Regions from separate parts of the Bicyclus anynana genome. Here region 1 is linked to region 2. Evidence: chromatin contacts called from public Hi-C data. All regions are on one chromosome and are shown on one strand. The core of a region is the stretch at or near the end of the contact, and the rest is flanking DNA. Distances in the headings are between cores, read along the strand shown. Region 1 holds the start of LOC112053199 (partitioning defective 3 homolog). Region 2 has its middle 36 kb from the start of LOC112053199.

Region 1 (6,892 bases), core at 4,332-6,831, 37 kb before region 2:
TCAAAAAAATTACAAATAAAAAAGTGAAATAATAACAATAAGCGGAATTATAACAGAAAAAAGGGTGGAAGAATTAACTCATTTATGAGTAGTGAGACAAAAACAAGTCAATTATGATGTAAAAAACCTGTCTCACCTTGGAGAAAATGTTTCAATATGACGAGGTAATCAATCACTTGCATTGCCGTTAAGTTGAAGTAATATGATTGAGCTCAATATAAAATTATAACATATAGTAATAATAATTATATTAGAACTGGCAAGTGGCAACTTTCCAATATGTACGAACAATATACATCGCCGGAGGCACTGCGCAAACATTATCTGTGTGGCATATGCTATCAATCTGGATTTAAAATTGAATTTCGATTATATTTAGCATTTTAAGTAGAGAAAGAAAGTTAATGAGATATATGGCCAATGGGCATTGAACATTAAGCGCCAGCCATAATATTATCATTTATTACAGAAATTACCTTTCCATTTGAAACAGGAGATAGTTTTCGGGAGTGTTTTGATTATCTGCCATCTGTAAATGCGTGAGAAAGTAGTAAAACCTTTATTAGTTTACGTTTTTCTCTACGGCTAGTAAATTCTGGAGACAAGTAAAGTGTATTGTGAAGAATTTGTTCTGCATATAATATTACTTAGCAATTGAATGGTCCTAAATCTATTACAAAAGAGCCCTTACCCCTTAGTTCCGTAGCAATAGCTGCCAGTTCAACGACCGTATTGCGTGTATCATTTACTAAGTCGTATGGCATCGACAACATAATTGTACCTTACCTGCCACGAGTTAATGAAGTACTTTCCATCGCTATTACAATAGGAACCGCGAAAGTAACAATATCGTCGCGCATATAAATTTTATGTAGTTAACTTATTTCCTAGCTTTGTTCAGAGGTGCCTTATGAAGCCTAGTCTTAAAACTCGTAGCAGGCAAAGGTCTAGTCGAAATAAACCGAGTAAGCAACGTTCACAAGTGATTTAAACCTTTAACGAACTTTGGTATATAGTCGTTTGTTATTTACATTTTCATCTAGTGAAGAATATGTACTCTTAATTTTCGAATCATAGCAGATTTCCTAACATTAGGTTATGATCGTAGATTCCAAAATGCTTTATCTAAGGTCACTCATAATCTTATAAGAGAGTTAAGCTAAATAATTGTGAGACATTCATTAGCTTTAAAAAAAAGAAAAGATAACCTTCGTTTACCTTTAAATAGCTAAGTTAAAAATAATAAATCTTAAAGGCTTACAAAATGGTTTACTTAGTCTTGAGAATTGTAAGCTTTTGTATTTGCAATGTGCATTGTACAACTAAGACATTACGAAATGAACTCTAGCTTCCATGTTAAGTGTTTCGGCTTGGTTCGCCACTAGCTTGTTTAGTTCATCACGATCATGAACGTGTTTGGCCTCACAACAGTCAAAACTGACTAGTTGATCCTATCTCGAGGATCTTCACAGAAAACAAATTGATACTCAAAGACTGTCTCAAAACTACCTACTATGGCTTACAATTCTACTCGTATAACGTTAAAAATATGGATATTTTCTCGATCAAGGTTACTTAACGCGTTTTTATTTAGCGTCCTTCGAATTTCCTTAAAAATAAAAATGTTAACCTTTCACTTTTATCTGCATTTGCAACAGTGTCAAAATAAACGTTTATTTTAGCTTAATTTGCTTTTTTTAGCTTATATTTTTTTTTATAATCAATAATATATGTATCTTCTGGAATCAAATACTACTTGAAGTTTTGAGCAGCAAAATATATTCATACTATATATTTTTATGGGGAGACCCTTGGTCCATGGTGTCGCAGTGCCAAGATTTTTCTCTAAATAATTTCATCGGCTAGTTGCCTCGACTGATGACTGGTTTAGCGCAAAGTATTCTTACCACCATACCACGAGGGTATGATTTGCATAGTTATTAGGATAAGTTAGCTTAAGTTTCTTATTGTATTATTTCTCAGTAAAAAATGCATTCAATTCAATATACTCGCCTTTGTTTACAGCAACACGTTTGACGTTAGGTATAATTTCATGGTACACAAACATATTACTCATTTTTGTTTATTGATATATGTGATATAGATTAATTTCCTTAATGTTAATGCTATGCTATCAAACTTAAGCTATCAAACTTACCGTTTCATTGACTTTGGGCAACAAATTCTTTTGCAACTTCTGGACCGGATAAGTCTGCCTCCACCCGAACAACCTCACTAACTTGTCCGCCACATCTTCACACCGAGGCGGATCTTTCATAGTTTTTATTGTTACACTTTAAACCACTTTAACTATCGAAGGCATTGTCTCATAACGGAGGTAATTTGAAACACGTTCTAAAAACTTTTGTAGAGACTCCTTACAAACACAAGTACCGACTCATTACTGACTACATCGTATAGATATTAATAAGTTCTAATAAACAGACGCGCAAAAAGTGCAAAAAATGTCGAGTGACGCGGCCGAACAACAGACACATTCTATTCGGCCTCGTCGGTTATCGCTCCATCGTTATTCGTTATCTTCAATCCACGCCCCTCCTATTCACTTGTATAAAGCGTTGCATCTGCAGGCTCTATCTTAGAGACTAAACCGCAGAATACGGAACTTAATAAACCGCCTCGTTGGTCTAGTAATTAGCCTTTGTGGCTTCGGATCACAAGGTCCTATTCCCATAAGTGCTATGATTTTGTGGGATAATCAGTTCCAGAGTTGGGATGTTAGTGGTGTTATACCTGCCTCGGAGAACACGTTAAACTGGCGGTTTATCATTATGATCTGATAGTGATCGCTACAGTCAAACACCATCCCTCCCTGCCCAGTACCCACAAAACCGCATTGTAGTATCGAAGGGATTAAAATCTCATTAAATTAGACTGAAGATAATGATGACGGAACTTTATAAAATGTAATATATGACACGTATTCAAATTGTTTTTACACCTCACACCTGCTTTAAACAATGCTACACCATTCGTAAAGTAAATAAAAAAATATGAATAATTTGGCGACAATGACTCTTCCGCTCTATATATGGCCTCTAATAAAACTTGAATCAAATTGAATTAATTTAGACAAAGTTAATAGACAATATTTTTTTTCAATTTTATTCACTGAGTTGCAATTAAACGCAGCTAATCAAAGCATAATTTATGAAGCGTTGGCACAGGTTACTTAAGCAGACAATTTTAAATGCAAGTATCAGAAATTATTAGCTTTAGCGGATTTAGCCCATCATTGTAGTCTAAGGTCAATCACCTTCATAGGTAAATAACGGCTATGCCTCTGGAGCGAGCTCGGTTGGATGGAGTAATCCAAAGGGGACCTTCACCTGACCAAATGCGGAAAAGACCTACAGAAGAAGGAAAGATAAATAGGTAACTGGAATATTAAATAAAAATTGTGTGGTCGGTGCTAGGTGCCGTAGTAAGTCGCATAAAAAGAACTGTGTTCCAACAAAAGGAAAAAGCAGGTAGGCATCTACAGCAACGTGATTTACACTTCAATATCAAATTCTGAGAAGCGCTTTGCAATTCTCTGATTGGTTTTTAAATCTGTGATGAAATAATATCCCGCTTTCCACTTTATTAGGGCTTTAAATTACGTAAAAACATTCTGTCATTATGTTTTAACAATCGTCCATAAAGTCATTCATCTACATGTTACCAAATACGAGCCAACCCATTGTTGAAAAGTTGAGATTATTCTATCGTGGGAGCTAGACTATTTAAGAATTAATTGTTGTGAGATGGTACATTTTGAATTTTGGGTACACTAGGGTTTTTCTTTATAATAATGATTAATAGACTAAGCAGATGATCCACCCTATGGTAAGTGGAAAATAATGGCTTATAAAGGGAGTAACACCCTACACACTACCTACGTTCTACAAGTACCGCCTCGTGAGCATCAACATCAGGCGTAGATTTTAAGACTGTAACTACAACAGCAACCATTACCTTGAGACCACAACACAGCAATGGCTCTGCAGGCATAAGCATGGCGATAGTAATTCCACGATCGAGCTCTATCACAAAATAAAAGCAATATAATAATACATAATGATTGAAGCAATTTGTAAGGCTTTTAGATTCACTCTACACAAAAAAGTAAGAGAGGTATACATGCTTGGAAAGAAGCGAAAGCAAAGTGAAGACAATCAGGTGATATAATTTGGGAGAACAATTTACAGTTGGGTGAAGTTAAAATTAATACGGAGGTCTTTTGTAAAAACCCAACCGCAGATTATAGCTGACTCAAATAATAGCATAGCAGCTTTCTATGATGAGATCTGGGTATATAGATCAGCGACAATTGCTAGTGTAGCTCTAAATGATACAACTGCGAACCATGACAATGGTGGTATTTAGGAGTGCCGCCACAACTGTATTTATAATTTCTTACTAACATACTTGACCGGAATTTGTTGTATGTACACCCAACAATAAAGAATGTTCATAATGTGTTTGTATATTTTCATTAATTTCTACCCAATCCCATAGTGATGAATCTTTTGAGATATTCAGATTATGCCTATGAAAATCCTGGTAAAAAATTAAACGATTTCGTGGCATTTCAACGAATGCCGAAAACAACCAGTAAAACACAGATTTGATGTTTTGGTTTTGCTTACTTTATCCTTTCGTTAATATTGAAAATATGATTCATAAAATCTAAAGTAGAAGATATTTATGATAAAATGTATAATTAGTTGTCGTAGGTACAGCTAATTAGATTATATAGTTAGTTACCTTGACAAGTGTGGTGTTGTAAAATGATACCTACATCTAGTGCTTAGAAAGCAACGAATGTAACTAACTCGGGCATATAGACTAGAAAGCACAAGCATAAAATGAAACTAAGACGCATTTTATAGGTATCGTATGGAATGGCTCAGCAGGTTTATAATTACATGTTATTACATTATCTTTTATATATTTTATTTATATATATATTTTTATATATATTTTATATATTTTATTTTTATTTTATTATATATCGTAAAGCGAAAAGTTCTGTCTCGTATTATTGCTCTGTGGTCGCAGGCGACTTGCGTGCAGTCATGCCACACTGGATATTCAACAAAAAATGATGCAAAAGCAAGTTCACTTGTTTTTTGTTCAAGTTTTACTTGTACTTCTTTACAAACCCATGAGCGTGCAATGAAGACGTTTCCTCAACAACTGTGGAGCTGCTAAACTTAAATATTTTAAGGTCTTCACGGTCCTAAAGAACTTAATGTGTATGATCCCGAAATTGTCAAATCCAAAATTCCATACCTCTTTATTTACAAAAATTTTCTCGTCACAATTCAACCTTCACTATCGGTTGCGTTATGCAGTGGACTGTGCAACTTTTGTGCTAACAAATACCTACAGAGTTAAGTGACAATGCCTTCAATTGCCACGTCCGCGTTCGTCATTACTCATTACGTTCCTAATTTAAATTTATCTTAGCACACTTCACTGCTCACACTGTGTATGTTCGATATTCGAAGGTGAACGTCACTTATTATAGCGGATGTAAACAAACAAGAGGCAGCGCGGCGGCGGGCAACTGGCTCAGTTTTCTGCGCGTGCGCCGGTCGCGTCGACCCGGGGCGACGGGGCGGGGGCCGGGGGACGGTCGGCAGGTCGCCTCCGCTCCCCTCAGCTCGCCGACCGAGCTAGCCGCCCCGTGTAAACAGAGATTCGTATTTCGATCCTACAGATACTTAATTACTTAAATAACACCTGATATGTCATCAATTTTCGCTATATCTACAGAAGGAAACAATGTAAGAGTTTTAGGCCTCTGATTTATAAGCATGCTATTATGGTCAATAGGTTTGCGTTTGACCAGGTTTGACTGTAGCTAATAATGCTTGATGGAAATTTAAAAATATACTTATACATTAAAGATGTCACGCAGTTTGATCAGAAACGTTGCAAACATTTGGTACAGGTTACCTTGATGTCGCAACATACGTATTTCGCCGTTATCGACGTCTACAAGTTCAAGAGTTCAAGAAGAAGGAACAAAAACGTGGAATTCCTAAGCACACTCTCAAAAGTTTTTCCGGTAGAACACCAAGAAACATGCGACATTGCAACGGTGCAACAAAATTTGCAATTTTGTCAGTTTCAATTCATTACCTTCCCTCATTCCTCAAAGCGCGGCAATCTATAGAGTCTAATGTATTGAGCTGTTAATTTAGATTATTACCTCTATCTTTGAAAAATGTCGATTTGTCTCAGAGAGCATGTTAACATCGTTCCCGGTTATTATCATTAACATCTAAAAATGATTGTCATAAATACAAAAATTTTGAGTATCATCCTGTTACCCGTATTTGAAGCTCTTGGTCTAAGCTCAATAACTCTTCTCTTCTAAGGATAAGAAATGTTAGGTTCTGTAGTGGACCTTAAAAATACAAATGATGATGATCTATCAAATATAATTTGAAATCTAGTATTCTCGACTCACAATACGAAACGTTTTGAGAAAGTAATGGGAATATGGAAGGAAAGAAGGAAGAATGATGGAATTTTACTACAACATCCTCTTATTAATTAGGAGGTGTGTATTATTTATAATTAATATTCATATTAAAATAAATAACAGGAAACAAGAGATGGGAAAGGCATTCTACATCATGATTGATTAGCAACACCGGATTAGAAACGAGGAAGCCATACAGTTATTGCGTATTAGTGGAATGTAAAATACATATGGTTACATTACAAATTAAGTAGGCAGGTATAAATTGGACACAAGAGTTCTTGTGATAGAATTAGCATGATCAAAATAGCAAAGATAATTTACTACTTATGTATTTTACTTTTCAGATTTAAAAATATGACCCGATAATCCATATCCATATTTACTAATATT
Region 2 (6,171 bases), core at 2,282-4,781:
AATAAAACATAAATTCTTCAGACACAGAATATTGGACCTTTTAACACGCTTAGTTATTTTTACTGTCAATTTGAACTTATGTCAAGGTAATTCGAGCAATTCCAAAACCGGTTAAGAACTATTATTACGCATACGTATGGCTATCCGCTACTGATATTTTCCGCTGTGTTATTTAGAGGACCGAGGATCCTCTGATGCAAGTACCTACTAGTCAAAGAAGACGCCCTATTAGAGTCGTTCTACCCATCTCTTTTGCTTCTGCCTTCGGGCTCTATTCGCCATCAGGCTATGCTTGTGCGCTCGCCCAAAACCCTCGGTACCGTCGCTGAGGTCCCATTAAGGTGCTTACACAATTAGAATTTTTTTATTGATATTCTATTTCACAGAAACAGAAGACTACTTAAATCAGAGTAATCAGACAACTGATTAAAGGCATTCGGAAAATCGAAACTCAGAATAACATTATTTCGTAATTATTTCGTAGAAATAACGTTACTGTTTTCCGACTACTACACACCACTTGTTGTATAATGACGTCACTAACGTGATTTCGTTGAAATATCCATGATAGATGTTCACAAGAACAAAAAGTGAGGTGGCTCATGTTTTGAATCGGACACCGAAATACGAGTACATAAATTTAATTACTACCTAAGTCAGACAGGATGTAATCCCGGATACAGTTAGCCCGTGTTCCCACAACACCGGAGCGGCATCGGGGAGGTTATTTTGGCCTTAGTGTATCAGTCCGGGCGCTCCCGAGATCGTGAGTTAAAAAGCCCACGTCCGGGTGATATACAGCTTGCCCTTCCGGGAATTTTACCGGTTCGGCGTTGTAGGATTTAGGCCCTAGTGGGAACCCGGCCTTAGTTAAATAGGAGCAGCTTATGGATGCTTGTTGATTGTGAACTAATAAATAGTGGTATTTAATTATAAGACAATAGAGACCATTTTTAGGGTGGCTATAATGTATTATGCATCTTTGATGGTGCACATAGAACAAGGTCGGCCGCTTCCTACGTATTATGGTGGGTTGACCCAACAGGTGCAACTGCAGGTGATTGTTACCTTATTTTAATAGCTAATAGGTAGATACTAGATAGGTAATTATTTCTCTAATGTGAGCGTTAATGTCAATAGCTAGAACACCAGTCCTGCGCAAATAAGTACCTTGGTAGGTAGGTAATAACTATTCCTCGTAAAGTTCGTTTTAGTCCTTGAAGCTGCAATTTGATTAAGTATGTGTAAACTAAGTGAATTCTACTTTTTAGTAGGTAACTAAGATAATTTTGACGTGATAATCTTCTACTTTTATAGGTAGTACCTAGAACTACCTACATATTACCTAACTTTACTATTACTGATTACCGTAAAAGCTATTGGTAAGTCTTATAATCTATCTACAACCCACTTAACTCAGTATCAGCATTTAAGTTGATATTAATTGAGAATCGCCTTGCTTTAGCCGCTTTAAACACCGTTGGTTCTACTATTTTTCTACATTTAGTAATTCAATTTCCGACTTCAAAAAAAGAAGATGTTCTCAATACGGGATCTTTTACCATTTTTATCTCGTTCGCCGATTACTCGGACGGCTAGACTATTTTTTTTTGTTTAAAAGGGTATATATACTTGCTACTCCCCAAATGGTCCCACGAGCATCATGTTAGGATCTAATGATGCGATCCTTGTGAAATCAAGAGAACTCTTCAATTTTTTTTTGTCCATTTTGGAGTCGGACATTTGTAAAAAAAAATAATGATTGTACTTAAACTAAAGCCATACCTACACGAGGAGTACTGTTTACTAACAAACAAATTAAATATGAGGGTAAAAAGCCAATGTCATTTCATTACTTTTTTTATTTTAAATTATGTATTGTTTTTTTATAAAATATTATTTAAAATATATTAACTATATTTTATTGTTGTAATGTTATTAATCAAATTTATTTTCATTAATTTATGAACAACTTAATTATAATTATTATAAGGAGAATCTCTAGTCATTTCAGACTAGAGATTCTTACCCTCATTTTTAATTTGTTTGTTCGTAAACAGTACTCATCGAGTTTGGCTTTAGTATAGTTAGGTAAGTTACTCAATTTATATGAAATACAAACGCATATTAAATTATATGAGTAAATCCAGTAATTGATAAATAACAAGTGTAACAACAATAAAACATCGGCCTAACCACAAAAAAACCGTCATGTCATGAGTCAAGCCGATGACCCCGCATTTATTGCCGTCTGCCGTCTGATATCGACGAATGTAAAACCTGTTGTTCCCATTACGAAATTCGACCAAGTCGTGCATGGATCTAGTCTGACCGCATCTCCGGCACCGCTACGATAAACTCTGATACGAGACTGTCGAGACTAATATTGTCGCGAAAGTGGTTCTCTCGCCACCACGATTCTGCATTCCATAGCGAAATGATCGTTAGATACGCAAAAACGAGATGTGGCCAAGTGGCCAACATTGTGCTACTCATTCGGCAAACACGAGAGTTAAACGTAGGTTGTAGATTAGTCGCATTCTCAGGTGTGGCTCATATAAATGCAGTGTAATGTTTCAATGATATGCTTTAATAGATCAAGATAGGTAAATTATAAACAGGTAAATTATATAGGTAAATGAAATAAGTGCCTTCATAGAACAAAAATATAGTAAGGCAATGGCTTCATTGCTATGCTTTATTAGATCCATTATGTACCTATCATAATGTATCTAGATATTAATATTATGAATGAACTTAGAACATACATTCCTTAGATACATTCATAAAATAAAAATTTAGTAAGGTAGTTTGATATTTTAAAAACTTATCGGAAAAAAAAACGTTATTTTCGAGTCAAAGAAAGCGCCACCGTATCCACCAATGAAATTGGAGAAAAAACCCGCGAAATTAGATTAAATGTCAAAAGTCATGTCAATGCGACTTAGAGAAACACTAACCTGTCCGGTCGCTTTTTTGTATCGGAGAGTAGCTTCCCGTACGAGGTCCCTGACCAACAGGTCGCCAGCGCCGCAAGGTACCAACACTCGTACGGAACCAAAACACACCGTCACCTTCATGTTAACACTTATGATTCACCGAACACTGCTCACACTACACTATACACGGTAAGATTCCACAAGCTAGCATATTAGTTTGTCCAAAAACTAATAGGAGCACAACACTATCTGACGCACATGGCAAAGGTGGCCCTATGTCGTAGCCGTTCACAAAGCACCGTTGAAACAAAAAGGACAAAACCACCGGTCCCGTCGTGAGTTTTCATAGCGCCGGGTGCGGCGGCCGCTCGCACTGGATCGGTTCGCAGTTTGTTTTGTATCTATCAATACGAGTTTGGTATAGTAATGGCATTCAACATTGAGCACATTTCGATAAGATTACGCGGAATACGGGCTCGAGCGCGCGATTAGCGACAGCAACGGTCATAGCGAGGAGTATGAATAAGAATTCGTTTGGAATGGAAGTCAGTGGCGGGGGAAGCGGGCAGGGGGTGCGGGGCGCGACCGGTTCCCGCGCCAGCCAATCGCCAGCCGCGTCACGGCCGGCAGCTGTGCGCTTGTGCCGCGCGCGCGTCTCGCCGCGTCATACCTGCGCGCTACCCGAAACCGTGTTTCACTTGCATTGCATGTCAACTACTTCAATTTTTTGAATGAAACCGCCCTCACTAGGTAACTGAGTCACGAGTTTTCAGAACAGAGGAAATAAATATCAAAGCACCTACTTGATTCTTTACACTAAGTGCATACTTGACACTTTGATATAAGTATGTTTGTTGTAATGTAACTATTTACATTGAAATAAAACAATTTACCTTATTAGCCAACAATGCACTTAATATGCTTACTAACGGACACCCGTGACTTTGCCCTCCCTTAGACCTCCTAAATCCGGTCCTCTTTCAAAATCCGTTCTTAGCGGACGTCTTCTAACTATAAACTACCTCCCTGCCAAATTTCATCTTTGTACGTCAAATAGTTTTCGAGATTTCGTGATGTTGACCTTTTATATATTAAGGTACTACCTATTAGTAGATATTATTCAGTGGCGTGCACTTCATAGATGCAAAAATGCGCTGCCTTCCCACCCTAAGGATTCAATACAAACCTATGTTCGACACAAAATACATAGTTGGACAAGGCTTTCCAATTTTTACTTATAGTGCATACCCTAGTTTAAAACCTTGTGCACGCCACTGATATTATTGTGTTAATGTTTGCATATTTTGAGAGCAAACGACAATTTTATCATGGTAAATTTAAAATTACCAGTAGTCATTTAATTTATTACATCATCATTCATCTCCCAAGCATTAAAACATGTATTTATTAAGCCTACATAATACCTAAGTAGTACTAATACTTTTTTTTATGTAGGCGTACAAGTACGGTTGTAGGTCAACTAAGTATTTACATTATAAATAATATGCTAATTATTAATAGCATATTTTGTCATTCTCATACATTTTGTTTGGTCTATTTAGCCCAACGGATTTTTTATTTCCTATAGTTGTTATTGTATTTAATGGGGATGATGGCTAGGTTTGAATATACTGATTTTTATGATACATTCGTGTAAATAAGGTCAATGTTAACTAATTTATTCATAAAAAGCAAGGATTGTCTGGATATTTGCAAAATAAATGAGATTATAAAATTTCACAATCTATCAAAAATCTTTTATCGTAATTAGATGAAAATTCATACAGTTTTAGCTTCCTTACATTAAATGTGACATTTTTTAATAAATATACTACAACCATAAACGCACAAATAATAAAGATATTAGTATTTTTTTTGAACACACGTACAAATCTAACGATCATTAAATTACCTACGACGTCATTAGTTAGCGTCGCAAATCTGACCCTTTAAATCCCTGTAGCTCCGAAAGTAATGACCGCAGATACCCTGTTACTTTTACAAAATTGCTTTACTATTAGCATAATCCTAATTTATATACAATTTAAAAAACCATCATCCCTATTCATTGTATGATCTTACCATAGCTGGGCACCGTTAATCAAATAGTTAACTTCGTTAATCGTTAATCCGCTACAAAAAAAGTTAGCTTCGTTAAACGTTAAAGCGTTACATGTCGGAAGAATTAACGCAAGTTAACGTTAATCGTTAATCCGTTAATATGACTGGTTAATATTGCATTTTTTTATATTATTGTGTGAGATTCCCATTGGAAAAATAAAGGTGAGCACTGGAGAAAAGTGCCATAATTTGTTTTTAGTTGATTTTATCTATAATTTTAACATAAATATAGTAATTTGTTGATTTCTTTGAAAAAAAATTCTTTCATAATTTCTTACTTGTTTAAACCTGTTAATCACGTCGCGCGGTAAATAGTAGGCATTGGATTAACAATTAACGGACTTCTGCACGTTAACGGAAGTTAACGAGTCCGTTAACATTTTTAAAAGTTAACTTAAAAGTTAATCCGTTAATGAACATGTTAACTTCGTTAATTAACGATTAACGGATTAACGAGTTAATGCCCAGCTATGGATCTTACTTATATCAAATGGTCATTAGACAAGTTAAGGTAACATGTCATAGTAGGAATATCCAGATCTTTGTATACCTAGTTAAAAAAAAAACATTCATAAGTAAAAACCAAAGTGCCTTATGAGTCGGCAGTAATCGGTCAAACACATAGAAAGGAAACAATAGAACAGTATTTCCACATGAATAGTTTGGAATGCATAGTTTTTCTGAGCAAACCTTGCTGGAAGTGAATTGCACAATGCAATTATTTCAGTGTTAACTTATAACAGCCAGTGAAATCGAAAGGATGAACCAGTTTATACCGGAAATGTGCAATCAAAGAATCAAAACAAAGATGTATTAAAAAATTATACTTAAAATATAAACTAAAATTAGATTTATAAGTAGGTATTTGGTTGTATTGGCAAAGTTAGGTAAAAGAAGTGAAGAAATGTTTCAACAAAGGACAGATATTTAAAATACAAAAGACTGAGTAACAATGGCGTCAACTTGATAAGATCTCTTAACATCTTTTAAATTTAAAAAAAAAGCCTTTACAGTTGTTCAGTTGCAAATTTATATTCCTACGAATTGATAACCTCCTCCTTTTTTTGAAATCGGTTAAAAAAGGTCTTTCCAAAAAATCGTAGGAACACAC

What was found. Hi-C and Micro-C count contacts between places; a contact is called where the count stands out from the background.
Region 1: a Hi-C map of whole larva shows a contact between it and region 2, with 2.2 times the contacts expected there. The contact joins the promoter of LOC112053199 here to the enhancer-like site in region 2. A contact is called at or near these places in 2 of 2 Hi-C or Micro-C datasets (whole body and whole larva).

What each region holds. Positions count from the first base shown.
Region 1 is chr5:11,543,922-11,550,813 of ilBicAnyn1.1, reverse strand. It overlaps LOC112053199 (partitioning defective 3 homolog), which reads right to left and starts at 5,581. Exons shown (of 21, transcript XM_052881689.1): 1 at 5,299-5,581; 2 at 2,159-2,377. The coding sequence starts at 2,278.
Region 2 is chr5:11,506,086-11,512,256 of ilBicAnyn1.1, reverse strand. No RefSeq gene overlaps it. Among protein-coding and RNA genes, the nearest start is that of LOC112053199, 36 kb to the left of the region's middle. Within about 2 kb of position 3,531, at least 8 of the 8 cell types and tissues checked have open chromatin away from gene starts, as enhancers often do.